Regions from separate parts of the Mus musculus genome. Here regions 2, 3, 4 and 5 are each linked to region 1. A link is a contact called in public promoter capture Hi-C data. All regions are on one chromosome and are shown on one strand. The core of a region is the stretch at or near the end of the contact, and the rest is flanking DNA. Distances in the headings are between cores, read along the strand shown.

Region 1 (2,794 bases), core at 202-2,701:
CAAGCACACATACACAAGCACACACACTGTATTAACATCAAGGTTCTTTAGATGGAATAAACTAACAGGATGCTTACACAATGGAGAGATTGATTTTGAAGAATTAGCTCATAAGATTATGGAGGCTTCTGTGGTTAGCAAACTGAAGGCCTAGGATGGTGAAGGCCAACAGATCAAATACAAGGAGGACAAAGATTTCAGTTTTAATCTGAAGGAAGGACAAAGCTTGGCATCTGAGCCGAAAGGCTCCAATGGAGCCAGAATGGACAAAGATCCTCTCCTAGGAATAAAGTGCATTTAAAAAGGAGATATGCATATGCAGGCATTCTTTACCAAGGTGTGGTTTAGCTGCCCCTCATCTCAAGGTCCTTCCCAACAGGTCTTGTCATCTCCAGGAATAGTTACTTGCTCTGGAGGGCACAGCTTTTTAGCATAGATAATCACTTCTTCTGAGGACAGGTGTGACCTCTTCTTCAAGGTTCACCTTGCCTTAGATCATAAAGGTTTTTATGGCTGTCTGTTGTTCTCGGAATCTAAGGTGGCTGCAGGTTTAGAACTGGCATCTTTAGGGCTCATGTGAGGAAATGCAGCAGCACTTTCTATTGGCTTGTTATAATACCCCGGCGGCATGCTTTCAGTAGTGAGGCCATCCTGCTTAGCCTTGGTGCACATATATTGTAGACAAATTCCCTCTCTAGGTCTCAAATCCTTGCTGTCAGGATGATGCTTGGCATAGACTGGCTTGGAAAGCAGAAATATTTAGGCACTCCCCCTCTCCCCCATCTCAATATACCAACAACACAGCAGATACTCAGTAAGTTTACTATATTGACAAAAATAAATGTGTCTGCGATCTAGTTTTTGACACCCCAGAGCCCTCAGTAAGTAAATATTGAGTTCAAATAGAAGTTTGATCTTGCCAGTATGTTTGTTTCAGGAGCCACATACTTAATAGGATCCTGTTGAGGGAAATTCTCATTGTAATGTTGAGAACTAAGATAGGGGCTTGAGAGATGGCTCAGCAGCTAAGAATTACTATTTTTAGAGAGTGCATTAAGCTGTTAACAGCCCCATAGAGTATTCAGTTCTAGGGGACATGACGCCCTCTTCTGGCATCTGTACTAAGGTGTGATGTCGTCCTGCCCATGTATACATGGGCTTAAAAATAAAATCTTTGCCGAACATAGCGGCTGTATGCCTTTAATGTCAGCACTCAGGAGACAGAAGCAGGGTGGTCTCTTACGAGTTCAAGGCTAGCCTGGTTCACTTAGAGAGTTCAAGGTTCGCCGGTGTTGTAAAAGGGAGACTTTGTCCCGCCTCCCCGAAAAGACTTTCCATTGGCTTTCACTTAACCAACTCCAGACAGCCTCCCTCACACAGCCTATCAGAATGAGGGGGCGGGAGCTTCTGCGCCTCTGACTGACAGTAGCGGCTCCCGGAAAATGTCGTGGCCTGTCGCAGTCTAAGGGTGTGCGGCTGCCATGGACAGCGAGCAGCCCGACAGCCTGGATGGCTGGGTTCCGCTGCGTGAGGACCTCTTCCCGGAGCCCGAGCGCCATCAGCTGCGTTTCCTGGTGGCCTGGAACGCCGCGAAGGGCCAGTTCGCCGTCACCTGTCACGACCGCACGGCGCAGCGGCGGCGGCGCGAGCGGCGGGAGGCCGGCGACGGGGGATGTAGCTGGGCCGGGGTGCTGTCGCCCGCCGGGTTCCGCGGCGCGCACCGGCAGCTGGCGGCGCTGTGGCCGGCCCTGGAGCCCTGCTTCCCGCCGCTGCCGCCCGAGCTGGACGCGGCGAGCGGCGCGGGCTGGGGCCTGGGACGCGGGCTGTGGGCCCTCCTGTGGCCGCTCCTGTGGCCGGCGCCTGCGGACCCTGGCGACTCGGCGCTGCAGGAGCTGTGCCGGCAGCTGGAGCACTACCTGGGCCTGGCGGCCGAAGGATGCGGCGGCGCCACCGTGCGCGACGTGCTCTTCCCGGCCCCGGGTGACTCGGCAGACTGCGAGGGCCTGAGCGAGTTCCGCGAGAGGACGCTGCGCGCTCGCCTGGGCCAAACGGCCACCCGGCTGCACCAGGTATGAGGCCCCGGGCCGAGGGCGGGTCCGCGGGACACTCGTGATGCGCACCGGGCGTCGCTGGTGCACCTGCGCCTCTGTTGAGAGAGAGTGGGGACCTTGAAGTTGAAACACGGTGGTGGTGGTGTTTTGTGTTTTTTTGTTTTTGTTTTCTGCTAGGATTATCAGAGTTCGGCTCCGCGCCGCCTGGCTCTCTTGGTTTGTTGTTGTTGTTGTTGTTTTGGTTGTTTGTTTTTGTTTTTGAAACAGGGTCTCAATCTGTGGTCCAGGCTGGCTTTGAACTCAGGACATTCCTCTGCCTCAGCCTCTCCAGTCCTGGGGTTAGGTAAAAGTTTACTTGCAGTTCTGAGCCAGGCTCTGCGCTTCACCTTTTCCCTGTTCTGGGCAGAGCAGGATGTTGTAATGGGAAAGGCCAGAAATATGAAAGTAAAACTGAAAACAAGGCATGTCCGTCGGAATAAAAACATAAGCTAAGTGGAAGCAATTTGGGGTTCTCCGGAGAAGATGAGGGATGGCTAAAACTGTCTGAGGATGAATGACATTTAAAAGATAGTTTTATTATTTTTTCTTCAAGCAATAAGGATTTTTATTATTATCTTCAAGCAGATGGAAAGCCCTCGGGGAGTGAGGCTTTACTCATCTGCCTTTAATGGCAACAACAAGAAGGCTCTTTTGGACCAGATAATTTGAGACACACACATTCATTATTTGTGTGGTAAACTTAA
Region 2 (2,794 bases), core at 220-2,719, 1.9 Mb before region 1:
TTCGATTCCCATCATGCAAGGCTGACTCACAATCAGCTGCAACTCCAGTTCCAGGGGATCCAACACCCTATTCTGATCTCTGAGCACAGGCATGCACATGTGCAAAACGCCCATACACACACACACACACAAAAAAAAATCCACTGGCCAGAGATGAGACCAAGAGGGAGCATACTTGCTAACAACATGCCAGGCTGGGAGTTCCATCCCTAGCAACACCTCCCTGCCCCCATATACAATAAAGTTAAAAAGAAAGCGGGAGGGGGGAGGAGGAAGACACGAATGAGTGTTGGAGATGTTGGTTCAGTGCTTGACTGTCCAGCATTCAGGAAGTCTTGGGTTTGATCCCCAATACCCCATAAACTGCGTTTGGTGCAGGGGCATGTCTACAGTCCCAGAACTAGGAAGGTGGAGGCAGGATGATCAGAGAAGTACAAGGTACAGTTTGAGGCCAATTTGGAATATAAAAGAAAGTCACAAAAACAAACACACAACAAAAACAAGTAAAACAAAACCAAGACTTCAGAAAACACTAATCTACTGAATGGATGAGCTGTAAGAAGGCGGGTGCTGGAAATCGGACGTTCTAGTGTTTTTTTCTGCACCCATTGGACTGGCTTGCGTACTCTCTGGTGTGTTCACTCCTTAGTTTGTAAAACAGCCTCCCCAGGTGCTCTGCAGACGTCTGATTAGGTATCTTTATATTACATTTTCCTACCTAGGACCCGTATTGCTCTTCTGTCACTTCTCTTTCTTCCCGAAAACACTTCCCTGCCTTCCAGACCTTTACAATAGAGTATCCGAGGTCCTTCCACTATGCTCCAGCCTTGCTAAGTAGCCCCTGCTGGCTTGGAACCTGCGATCCTCCTACCTCCGTCCCTCGAGTTTGAGGATTATGAAATGTTCCTTTCGTCTTTTACAGAAAAAAAAAATTAAGCCCTCCGTCATAGGCTAAAAGACTTAAGAGTAGTCTAAAGTGAACTTGACTCAAGCATCCTAAACCCCTCACTGTGCACATCCCAGGCTTCAGGGTTCTAGTAAACACGCCCCGCCTTCCGCAGGCGACACACACACTCACGTACGCGCGCGCGTGTACAGACACACACACACACACACACACACACACACACACACACACACACACTCACTCACACTCACACTCACACACTCACACTCACACACTCACACTCACACTCACACTCACATCTGCGCACAGTAGCCCAAACGAAGGCTTCCGCGCCCACCGCCACGCCCCCGAAGTACCGCCTCTTTAAATTTTAAAACGAAGGCTCAGGCCAATGAGAACTACATTTCTCCCGGAACTCAGCGCCCCGCCCACCGCCACACCCTCCACCAATCAAGCGGAGGTCTTCCACACGCCTTCCAGTTAGGGTTAAAGAGGGAAGTGCTTACGTAACTTACGTTCAGCCTGCAGCCAATAGGAGCCGAGTTTGGGTACCAGCTCCTCCAATAGCTGCAGCTGTCGGAGAGCGCGGGAGCCTTCGGAGCAGGGCCTCAGAGAAGCGGGCAATGGCGCTGGTTCTCTGAAGAGAGTGCTTTACCTCAGGAAGGGCCACGCGCGGCCGGGCAGAGGGAGTCCCGTGGCGGCCGAGATGGCCTGCTGTCACAAAGTGATGCTGCTGGTGGACACAGCGGGCGTCTCTGCTCCTCATAGCCCGGCCCGACGCGCCGCCCTCCGGCTCCTCACTTACCTGAGCTGCCGCTTCGGCCTTGCCAGGGTCCACTGGACCTTCAAGTTCTTCGACTCTCAGGGGGCACGGAGCCGGCCCTCCCGCGTGTCCGACTTCCGCGAGCTGGGGAGCCGCTCCTGGGAGGACTTCGAGGAGGAGCTGGAGGCCAGGCTGGGGGATCGCCCTCCCGGAGCTCACCTGCCGGGCCCGACGCCCAGAGCCACCCACACGCACGGTGCCCTGATGGAGACGCTGCTCGACTACCAGTGGGACCGGCCGGAGATCACGTCGCCCACCAAGCCGATCCTGCGGAGTAGCGGCAGGAGGCTGCTGGACGCCGACGGCGAGGCCAGGGAGGCCCAGGCCGCGCTCGGGGGCTTTGGGAACGCCGTCTTCCTCCTGGCGCCCTGTCCTCACTCGCAGAGGGAGCTGCTTCAGTTCGTGTCCGGGTGCGAGGCACAGGCTCAACGCGTGCCGCTCACCCCCAAGCAGGTGATGGAGAAGGTGTTGCCCAAGAGAGTCCAAGAGGTTATGATCGCCCGAAATATCACCTTGTACTGGGTGGACACCACCGAGCGATCTAAGGTAAGGTGAGAAGCAGTCTGGATCCGGTCCGCAACTCCCCGACAGCTGAACTTGTCAGGCTCCGTAAAGTGCCACAGACCCAGAATGAACCCCGTGTGCCTTCCGAGGGAAACCCTTGCGGGTCGCAAAGGACAGCGTTCCTCCAACAAAATGGGTAGATTCTGGGTACCTATTAAATCCGAGTGTGGAAGAGCCTCTGCGCTTTGGTACCTGGGTGCTTTTGCGTCCTTAGTTTTGCTACACAGCACTTGTATTCCAGCATGGTGGAAGCCTGGTTCAGCCAGGCTACAGGACTTGGCCGCTTGTTTTGTCTAGTGCTGCTGTGTCTTCCTGGACCTCTAATCCTCTCCCTCTGAGGCAGTAGAAACCTCTCTTAACCTTTGTTGTTGGCCCGGCCTGATGACGCCCCAGCCCTCAGGAGGCAGAGAGGCAGGTCTCTCTCTAGTTCTAGCCTCCATCCAGGTCTATGCAGAGAGGCCCCATCTCCAAAACAAAAGCAAACCCCTTTGTTGTTGTGG
Region 3 (2,794 bases), core at 132-2,631, 1.8 Mb before region 1:
CTCTCAGGTTTGGTTCAATAGTGGCTGAAAACAGGGCATTATTTTAGGAATGCTAGTTGGTTTGTTTGTTCATGGTTATATAGTTCCTTAGAAAGATTGGGAAATAAAATTTTGCTGAATACATATATCCTAAATTAAAGACAGTGTAGGGTACATTCTGGGACCACTGAAATGATATATGTGTTGACCTCTAATGAACCATGGCTAATCCTCAGCCATTCTGAGACTCTATCAAGTTAAACAGAAAGGCAGCATGGCCTAAGTGAAGAGGTGGGCTGGTGCTGGAGTCAACTATGTGGACCTGCATCTTTTGGCTCGGCCACATTAGTTTTTCCTAGCCTCCTGGTTCAGTTTCCCTATATGTGAAATTAGAATATTAAAGTATCTCAGGGCTGCAATGGAGGCTCTGTACAGTCAAGTCTCACCATTAGGACTTTTCTTACTTGTATGCTTAGTTAATTTTAGAGGTTGACCACTTAAACATCTGGAAAAGAAGTGTTGTTAAATTAAACTCCTATGTTTCACACATACCCCTTTTCCTTTTCTTTTAAATGATCACCGAGGGGCATTCAAATTTCTCTTTTAAAAAAAAATGAAGTAGGATTAGTTTTAAACACGCATTGGTGATTTCGAAAGTACACTATGTACTTGGGAGGTATTGTTCAAACACTTTGTCCGCTGTACAGTTTACAGTTTACAAAGCAGCTTTTTAACAGCTTGATATCTCCAAGGCGCAGACTGGACCAAAATGAAGATAAAGAAGATAAATCTGTCTTTCCGTGAGTTACGACTTCACGAGCGCTCCAAACTACAGGTGTTCTGTTTCCTTAGCTACAAAAGAAGCTCCAAGTTTCTCTGGAAAAGAAATCTCTAGGAAAGATGTCGAGCGGCTGGGAACTTTCCCTCTCCTGGGGAAAGTTAGGAGATCGCACTCATGGGCCGCTGTCACCTCCCGAGACACCGAGGTGGCTGACACGCACAGTCCCTCCGGGTTCACAGGGAGGAGGGGCTCGGCTCGCAACTCCTCAGTGGGAGCTGGCCGCGGCCTCGTGCCTCGATTTACCGGGCTGTGACCTCTTTCTCCGAGAAGAAACCCTGGGTCCTGAAGGGACGGGGGCGGAGGCCGACAGCACCTGACTCACCTGAAAAGTCGGTCCCGGCCCTGGCTTTGGTTGGCGACTCGGATGAAGGCGTCCATGGCTCCCACCCACAGCCACGCGTTGCGCCCGCTCCCTCGTGGGTCCCCTGGGACGTCGCCGGTCCCGGGGGACAGCGGGAACAGATTAGTTGCCAGGTGGGTGGGACTTCGTCTCTCCGCCCACACGGGGGTGGGCACACCTTCGGAAACGCGGCTTTTGGAGTTCCGGTTAGTACCGGAAGTGGTAGTTACTAAGGCGACGCCAAGCCACAAGACTTGTGAGTAGAGCTGAGTTTCACAAGGTCGTGGCCTTCTCCCGTCTTGGTTTCCAGGTAGAGGCACTGAGTGGGTCATTCCCCTGCCTCAGGCGTCCAGGTGTCCCCAGGTACCCATGAACCCCATCAGGAATGCTAAATGGTCTTCTCAGGCTGCAGGCCGCATCCTTTCCCAGTGTCAGGCCTTATGATGCAGGCAACAGAGCTAAGTCAGTTCCTGGGGTGTGTTTCTAGCAGAAGAGTGGGAGTAAAGTGGGAGAATTTTCTATTAGGATTATTGAAAAACCAAATGATTCCTGAGGAAATCCTACAAGCTCCACACCAGCAAAGCACAGGCAAGGGAGATCAGTGACATTGCACCGCTGATCGTTGGTTCTGTGGCGTTTGAAGATGGAGCCCCACTTAGTAATTTTCTTCTTTTCACCGCTTCTCCCTCCTTCCTCGCCTCATTACCTCTCCCCTGTCTTTCTGTTTACCCTACCCCTTTATGATATTATTCCAGCAATGACTCTGATGGCTTGGGTGGGAATATCCTGCTGAAACACAGCCTCAGTCTCGTCACCCAACCTTCTTAGGGGATGCCCCAGAGGTGCTTTTCTAAGGATGGGGTAACATGTGAGTTCCTAGGCTTCTCTGAAAGCTTGTGGGCCAGGACCCCTCAGTGACGCCTCTCTAGCCAGCTGAGCTACGCTCACTGATCCCTGCAGGGACCTGGGCCACATTAACTGTACAATAATGCACAATACATGGTCCTCCCTCAGCTGGCAGGCTTTCCTAATGCTCTAACTTGTTACTGCGGACAGCAAGGCTCCCTATTGTGGGCTAGTAAAAAAAAAAAAAAAAAAAAAAAAAAAAAAAAAGAAATAGTTGCAGATTGAAACTGGAGGGCGATTTTACTGCCAGCTTGAAAGAAAAAAAAAAAGACAACAGGGCAAACTGTGAATCTCAGTAGCTTCCAAGAATAGAGAGATGAAGAAGAGGAGGAAAAGAGAAAGCCGTGCTTTTTACAATGGAGGTTCCCAAGCAGCAGCTTGGTGAAAGGGTGGGAGCAGCGTGCGGACAGCATGTGAGAAAACCCAGAGTCTCTGGTGGAAGCTCTGCAAGCTGCTCCTTGAAAGGAAATTTATAAGCTTGCTCGGTGTGTCTGTGAAATCGGGTCGCCTACTTTTCTCTATTCCCTGCTTCGGGCCTGCCCCTAACACTTGCAGGCCCGAAGTAAAGTACACACCAGACCTATAGACTCTATGTTTAACTATTTGAAAATTGTATAACAAGTAACAAACTGTGAAATATGTTCTAGTTCCTTGATTGACACACATTCTCACAGTAACAGAAAGCCAGGCTGACTTTTAGAATTCTAAGGCTCCTTGAAACACCCACA
Region 4 (2,794 bases), core at 203-2,702, 1.3 Mb before region 1:
ACACAGACGGCTCTGGTAACTTGTCAGAAGATCACCTTTCATGAGACTAGAGCTGAGACAATGAAGGAGAGACTCCATCTTGCCCAGGACTGCTGCTTAATTTTACATACCCTTGCCCTTTATTTAAATATAAACCTCACATCAGCTGGACATGAAGATTGACTTAAAGATGGGGGGAGGAGCGGTCATGTCCATTCTTAGCTTTTTTTTTTTCCCAGTATGGCCACATTGGATACATTTCGTTTCTCTGCTTTTCAATATTGTCCCTTTCCTTGGCCTACTGAGGACAGGTAGCACAGCCTAGCTGGTTAGGACTGCCTGTGTGGGCCAAGTACCTGGACTCTAACATTACAGTAACAAAAACACATGTTACCTCCACTCCAGAGACTCCTCTCAGCCACCACCTCTTTCCCAGTAGAATTTCATTGTGGGGCTAGGAACCTAACTCAAGCGCTCTGGCCAGCAAATCACTTATAGTGTGCTTTATAGTCAAGTTCTCAGAACTCTCTGAACCTGATTCCTTGATCTGTAACCTCCTCCTGAAGTAATGTGTGGATCACTCAGGAGCTACTGGGCAGAGTAAGGGTTCAGTAAACGTTAACGGTTACTGAATTAAACAGGTAAAGTTGGGATTGGAGCGAGCCACGTACAAGACCTCTTGGTTTTGCCAGAGGGCAAAGTCCGCAAAGAGTCACAGCAGTTCCTTTTAGAAGCGAGCAGGAAGCTCGGCAGTGAGGAGGCTAGAGGAGCTCAAACAGTTCAACTTTTCCTGGATACACAGAAGTGTTTGCGTGGTGCAAAGGTGAGGCTCTGGAGCGGGTGGGACTTGCACTCTGAGCCTCCGACTCCAGATCCAGTGATCCTGACATCCCAGAAGCACAGCCCCACCCTCGGAGGTGAGACGTCCAATCCGTATCCCGCGAGAAAAGTACCCGCAAAGCCCTCCCCTGGCAATCCCGAGTTGGAGGACCGGGGTCAGGGCAGCACTCACAGGAGGATCTCCTGCTTGGTCAGGAACGTCAGGTCCTGAAAGGCAAATCCAGACAAGGGTCTGCAAGCCGCCCGAAAGCCACGGCCGCCCCGCCACCTGTTCCCCGAACCCCACTCCCCTGCGCGGGCTCGCACGCGAGCTCCGCGAGAACTGGCGCCCCGCGCACCTGGTACTCGGCCAGCAGCTCCTTAGACAGGCGACTGCCCGAACCTCCCATCGCCGCGGTGCGCGCACAGCTAGGCCAACTCTCCCCGGGACGCCGGCAACTTTCTCACTTCCGTCCTCGGGGCCGCGTCCCCGCCCAGTCCCCGTAGCAACCGCTGCCTGGCCTCCGCCCCCGGGCCCGCCCCTGCCTACAGTGCCCCGCCACCCTTAGCGCCGCTCAGCGGGCCGGCTCCCGGCTCCCCGCGGGCCCAGGAGAGCTGGAGGGAGGGCCCGGGGAGGAGCCGGACGCATCGGGGCGGGGCCCAGGCCTCGTGGCCCCGCCTTCTAGTGGGCGGGGCGGAACGAGCCATGCGCACGTGATGCAGACTGCGCCTGCGTCGCGGTCTTCACGCGTTTGCTGAGTTCCGGGACCCGTCTGTGCACTGAGCCTTGAGATGCATCCGCCTCACCTAAATCAAGTGCAGAAGACCCCAGCTCTGGGTGGAGGCGGGTAACCTCCATACTCGCTCCCGGGCTGGAGGAGATCCGGTGCCCCTCTGCGGATAGGGTCAGTCCTAGACTGTCTCACGGGACAAGAGCTGCAGCCTCTGCCACCGTGCCAATTCTTCCAGAAGAAGCTTAGCTTCCTCTTGAAGTGGCTCTTGAAGGTGTTTACTGGATTGTGCAGTTATCGCCCATTCGTGGAACAGTTAGCAAGGTAGGCTTCCATTTTACAAACAGGTTCAATTTCAGTGATGTGTCCGGACTCCGGTATTTAGAGGTCAGTTCTGTCCACAGGTCCCTCCTGCTGTTTTATCGTCACAGCTGGGGTGCCTCCTTTGATTCCTCCCACAAATTGCGAGCTTCCAGCTGTAGGAACCAAGATTTGCCCTTCTCTCCTCTCAAATAATAATCAGATGCAAGTATGAACATATTTACACTGTGTGAAAAAGTGAAGATTCCAAGCTTCCGGAGGAGGAAATGTGGATTTTGTGATCTGGGTGGTCAACTTGGTTGGATCTGGAGTCAAGGAGAAGGGAAACAGCTTGACACTCCTGTGAGGGATTTTCTTTTTTCTTTTTTTTTTTTTTTTTTGCTTCGTCACCTGGCACAACAGGGCCAAGTCAATTACAATTTATTTGAGAATATTTTAACTTCGTACTGGACTGGTATTCATTCCTAGAGAAGTCTGGTCCTTCATCCGGCCAGTCCAGCTAGATGTTCCATACCCTCTGGGTAGGAGACTGTAAACCTTGCTTCTCATGCTTCTTTCTCTCTGCTCCTTCTTTAGCCTCCAGGAGAGGTGCAGGCTCTACCGCAAAGCCCAGGGGCTATGGCTTGCTTTCCTGGTCCACTCAGGGTCTTACCTCATAGAAACCCCTGAGCAGAGGGATTTTCTTGATCAGTTTATTTGAAGTGCGAAAATCTACTGCGGCAGTGCGCTCAGGTGGCAACCCGTACCAAACGGAAACGGAAGATGGCTTTTGGCCTGTTTGCCTTGGCTTGCTGATAAGTCTCTATCCTGTACCTGCCACTAAGGATTTCCTTTAATGACATTAGAATCATAGTGTTCCAGCTGCCAACTCAGATTGAAGACCAACAGCTCTCTAGGAACCCAGCACCGGCTTGGGACTGCAGAGATGCATCCTTGGGGACAGC
Region 5 (2,794 bases), core at 211-2,710, 1.3 Mb before region 1:
CAAATCATGGTTGATGCGAACCATCTGAAGCAGCCTCATATCCCACACCTGGGATTAGAACGAAAACGTGTTCTTATATTTCCATTAAAAAAAAAAAACCAAAATTCCAAAATTTTTACTATACCTGGCCTCAATATATTTCCTATACCTTAAGTCTCACCTCTCACATCTTTTCCTCTTTGCTAGTTATTTTTAGAAGCTGGGTCATTTGTCCCAGGTGAGTTTCTGCTTTGAGGGAGTGGGAGTTGGGGAGGCAGGGAAGGGGTTGGCCAGAGGTTGGGGTGGAGTCCTTGCTAGCTCTCCAGCTAACCTTTTGAGTCAGGGTTTTCTGATGAACCCAGAGCCAGGTGATTAGGTTAGTCTAGCTAGACAGCTTGCCTGAGGGATCCCCAGCCTCTGACTTTGGAGTGCTGAAGTTACTGAGCTGATGTCACACCCCCTTAGCATGTTTGTGGGTGCTGGGGATCCAAACTCTAGTCTCCACCCTTTCATTCACTGAGCTGTACCCCAGCTTCCCTCAACTTTCTGTGGAGACCAGAGTAGCCGAGAACTCCTGATCCCTCTCTCTGCTTCGAAGGGTTGGGTTTACAGACACCCACCAAGATGACAGACTGCCTTTGTTTTCTTTCTTTTTTAAACAACAAAGTATTATACCTCACCCTTTCTCCCATTATTTCATTTATTGATTTCCCCAGTCAGCTCCTATCTGCAATAGACAGCATGGCCTACATATTGTGACCTTGTTTCATAAACAAATTCTATGTAAACAACACTATATAGATGTGTTTCTGTGTTTTTGCTTGTTTTTGATTTTTGTTTTGGTTTTTCTAGACAGGGTTTCTCTGTGTGGTCCTGGTAGTCCAGGAGCGCACTCTGTAGGACAGGCTGGCCTCAAACTTAGAGATTCACCTTCCTCTGCCTCCCAATGGCTGGGATTAAAGGCGTGCACCACTACCAGCTGACTACTTCTGTATTTTGCCTCTTTAATTTGTACAGTTGTTTTGTAGCATGATTGTGCCACAAGCTTATTCATTTCTTCCATAATGGCCATTAACAAATCGAACTCCAATAGCCAAGGGTTACAGCTGGCAAGCCTTAACTTTCATAGTCTAACACATTCATTCCTCTTTACACTGCTCGCTTACCTTCTATTACCAGGAAGCTAAGGACTGAATAGTTGGAGACTAAATTAACAGCTGAGACTCCAGCAATCAGCGCTCTGTAGACTAGGTTTCTCTCTCTCTCTCTCTCTCTCTCTCTCACACACACACACACACACACACACACTGTGCTCTGCAGACTAGGTTTCAAACACACACACCGCTCACATTCACACAAAGTAAACCTGTGAAAAGATTCACTCCCGTTTTCAAATGTCCCTTCCCGGCCGCCGTCCCCTTCTAGTGCTCTAATCGCTAACTGGGAGACCCGGACTTCCGGGATGTCTAGGAAGTGGCTTTTCTCTGGGTAGGAGGCGGGGTTCCCCGGCACGCTGCCGAGTGTGCGGATGTCGTTGGGAATCCTGCTGACAGGCTGAGTGGACTCGGGCGGGACCAGTGACTATAGGTCTCCAAGGAGAGTCGCCTGAGCCTGTGGCCGTCCGTCCGGGAGGTGGTCGGTCATTCATCCGTCGAGTACGGCAGAGGAGCGAGGGCCCCTTGGGGGTCCTGGGATCCAGAGCCCAGGCAAGCGGGGTACCAGCCTGCAGTAACACCTTGGGCTGTCGCCGGCCTTTGCAGAACAGGGAGAATTCTGCTGCTCTCACACGGTGGCTCAGGTGACCGCTGCCATGGCTTTTCCCCATCGGCTGGACGCCCCTGAGCTTCCCGACTTCTCTATGCTCAAGAGGCTGGCTCGGGACCAGCTCATCTATCTGCTAGAACAGGTCAGTGCCTGCCGTGGCCGGCGCCTTTACTGCGTCAACAGTGTGGCCCTCAATGTGACTTCTTCCTTGCTGAGTCCCTTGGTTTTTTTTCTTTGAGCTTCTGAGACAGATCCAAAATGGGGCGGTCAACAGGAAAAACCAGAGTAGTAACAGTTGCTTGAGACCTGGCCAGAGAATAAATGGAAATTGCCAGCCTCTGTGCAAATGAAAAAGACACACTTGTGCCAGGCATCACTGGAGATGGAAATACAGTTGAAATACCTCTGTCACTAGTTACATTCCAGGAGATGCCCTATGAAATAATGACCCCTAAAGGGTGCTGGATGGTAAGTGAATTCTAGACTTCCGGAAAAGTTTAGAATAAACAACAGCTGGGGCGATCTAAGAGTTTCCTGAGATCTAGAGTTTGAAGAATAGACATGCTTTCTCTGGAGCAGGAACATCGTGCACATTCAGGCAGTTGGGCTGCTAGATGGGAAGCCTAGCAGGGAAGGACCGGTGCATGAGCAGAGGAAAGAGCTAACAGAAGTTACACTGTAGGTTGGAAATAAAGTTCAGTGGTTAGACAATTGCCCAGGCAGGGTTCTCGGTTTCATCCATTGTTCCCCATGGGAAAGAAAGGGTGGTCGTACACACCTTTAATCCCAGTGCATTCATTCCTTCACAGGCAGAGGCAGGCAGATCTCTGAGTTTGAGGCCAGCCTGATCTACAGAGTGAGTTCCAGGACAGCCAGGGCTACATAGAAAAACCCTGTCTTGAAAAACAAACAAACAACAAAAATCAAACCCAAACAAACAAATTACACAGCAGGCTGAAGACCCACACCCATTTGTAGTGTGAAGCAATGTTTGCCATAGTGGTTTGTAACGAAGAGCAATTGGACAGCAGGCTAGTTCAGAGAATACTGA

What was found. Promoter capture Hi-C pulls out the DNA fragments that hold promoters and counts their contacts.
Region 2: a contact with region 1 is called in a promoter capture Hi-C map of pre-B cells. The contact joins the promoter of Ticrr here to the promoter of Whamm in region 1. A contact is called at or near these places in 2 of 39 promoter capture datasets (neutrophils and pre-B cells) and 2 of 9 other capture datasets (adipose tissue and liver).
Region 3: a promoter capture Hi-C map of liver shows a contact between it and region 1, with 4 times the contacts expected there. The contact joins the promoter of Wdr93 here to the promoter of Whamm in region 1. A contact is called at or near these places in 3 of 39 promoter capture datasets (liver and pre-B cells) and 1 of 9 other capture datasets (liver).
Region 4: a promoter capture Hi-C map of liver shows a contact between it and region 1, with 3 times the contacts expected there. The contact joins the promoter of Cib1 here to the promoter of Whamm in region 1. A contact is called at or near these places in 1 of 39 promoter capture datasets (liver) and 1 of 484 Hi-C or Micro-C datasets (B cells).
Region 5: a contact with region 1 is called in a promoter capture Hi-C map of liver, with 2.8 times the contacts expected there. The contact joins the promoter of Vps33b here to the promoter of Whamm in region 1.

The regions. Positions count from the first base shown.
Region 1 is chr7:81,569,841-81,572,634 of GRCm38.p6, forward strand. It overlaps Whamm (WAS protein homolog associated with actin, golgi membranes and microtubules), which reads left to right and starts at 1,452. Exons shown (of 10, transcript NM_001004185.3): 1 at 1,452-2,069. The coding sequence starts at 1,482.
Region 2 is chr7:79,658,727-79,661,520 of GRCm38.p6, forward strand. Ticrr (TOPBP1-interacting checkpoint and replication regulator) reads left to right here and starts at 1,470. Exons shown (of 22, transcript NM_029835.1): 1 at 1,470-2,276. The coding sequence starts at 1,614.
Region 3 is chr7:79,741,768-79,744,561 of GRCm38.p6, forward strand. Wdr93 (WD repeat domain 93) reads left to right here and starts at 1,382. Exons shown (of 18, transcript NM_001381990.1): 1 at 1,382-1,470. It overlaps Pex11a (peroxisomal biogenesis factor 11 alpha), which reads right to left and starts at 1,364. Exons shown (of 3, transcript NM_011068.2): 1 at 1,143-1,364. The coding sequence starts at 1,198.
Region 4 is chr7:80,231,353-80,234,146 of GRCm38.p6, forward strand. It overlaps Cib1 (calcium and integrin binding 1 (calmyrin)), which reads right to left and starts at 1,453. Exons shown (of 7, transcript NM_011870.5): 1 at 1,158-1,453; 2 at 992-1,026. The coding sequence starts at 1,208. Gdpgp1 (GDP-D-glucose phosphorylase 1) reads left to right here and starts at 1,541. Exons shown (of 2, transcript NM_178752.3): 1 at 1,541-1,853.
Region 5 is chr7:80,268,195-80,270,988 of GRCm38.p6, forward strand. Vps33b (vacuolar protein sorting 33B) reads left to right here and starts at 1,461. Exons shown (of 23, transcript NM_178070.4): 1 at 1,461-1,885. The coding sequence starts at 1,790.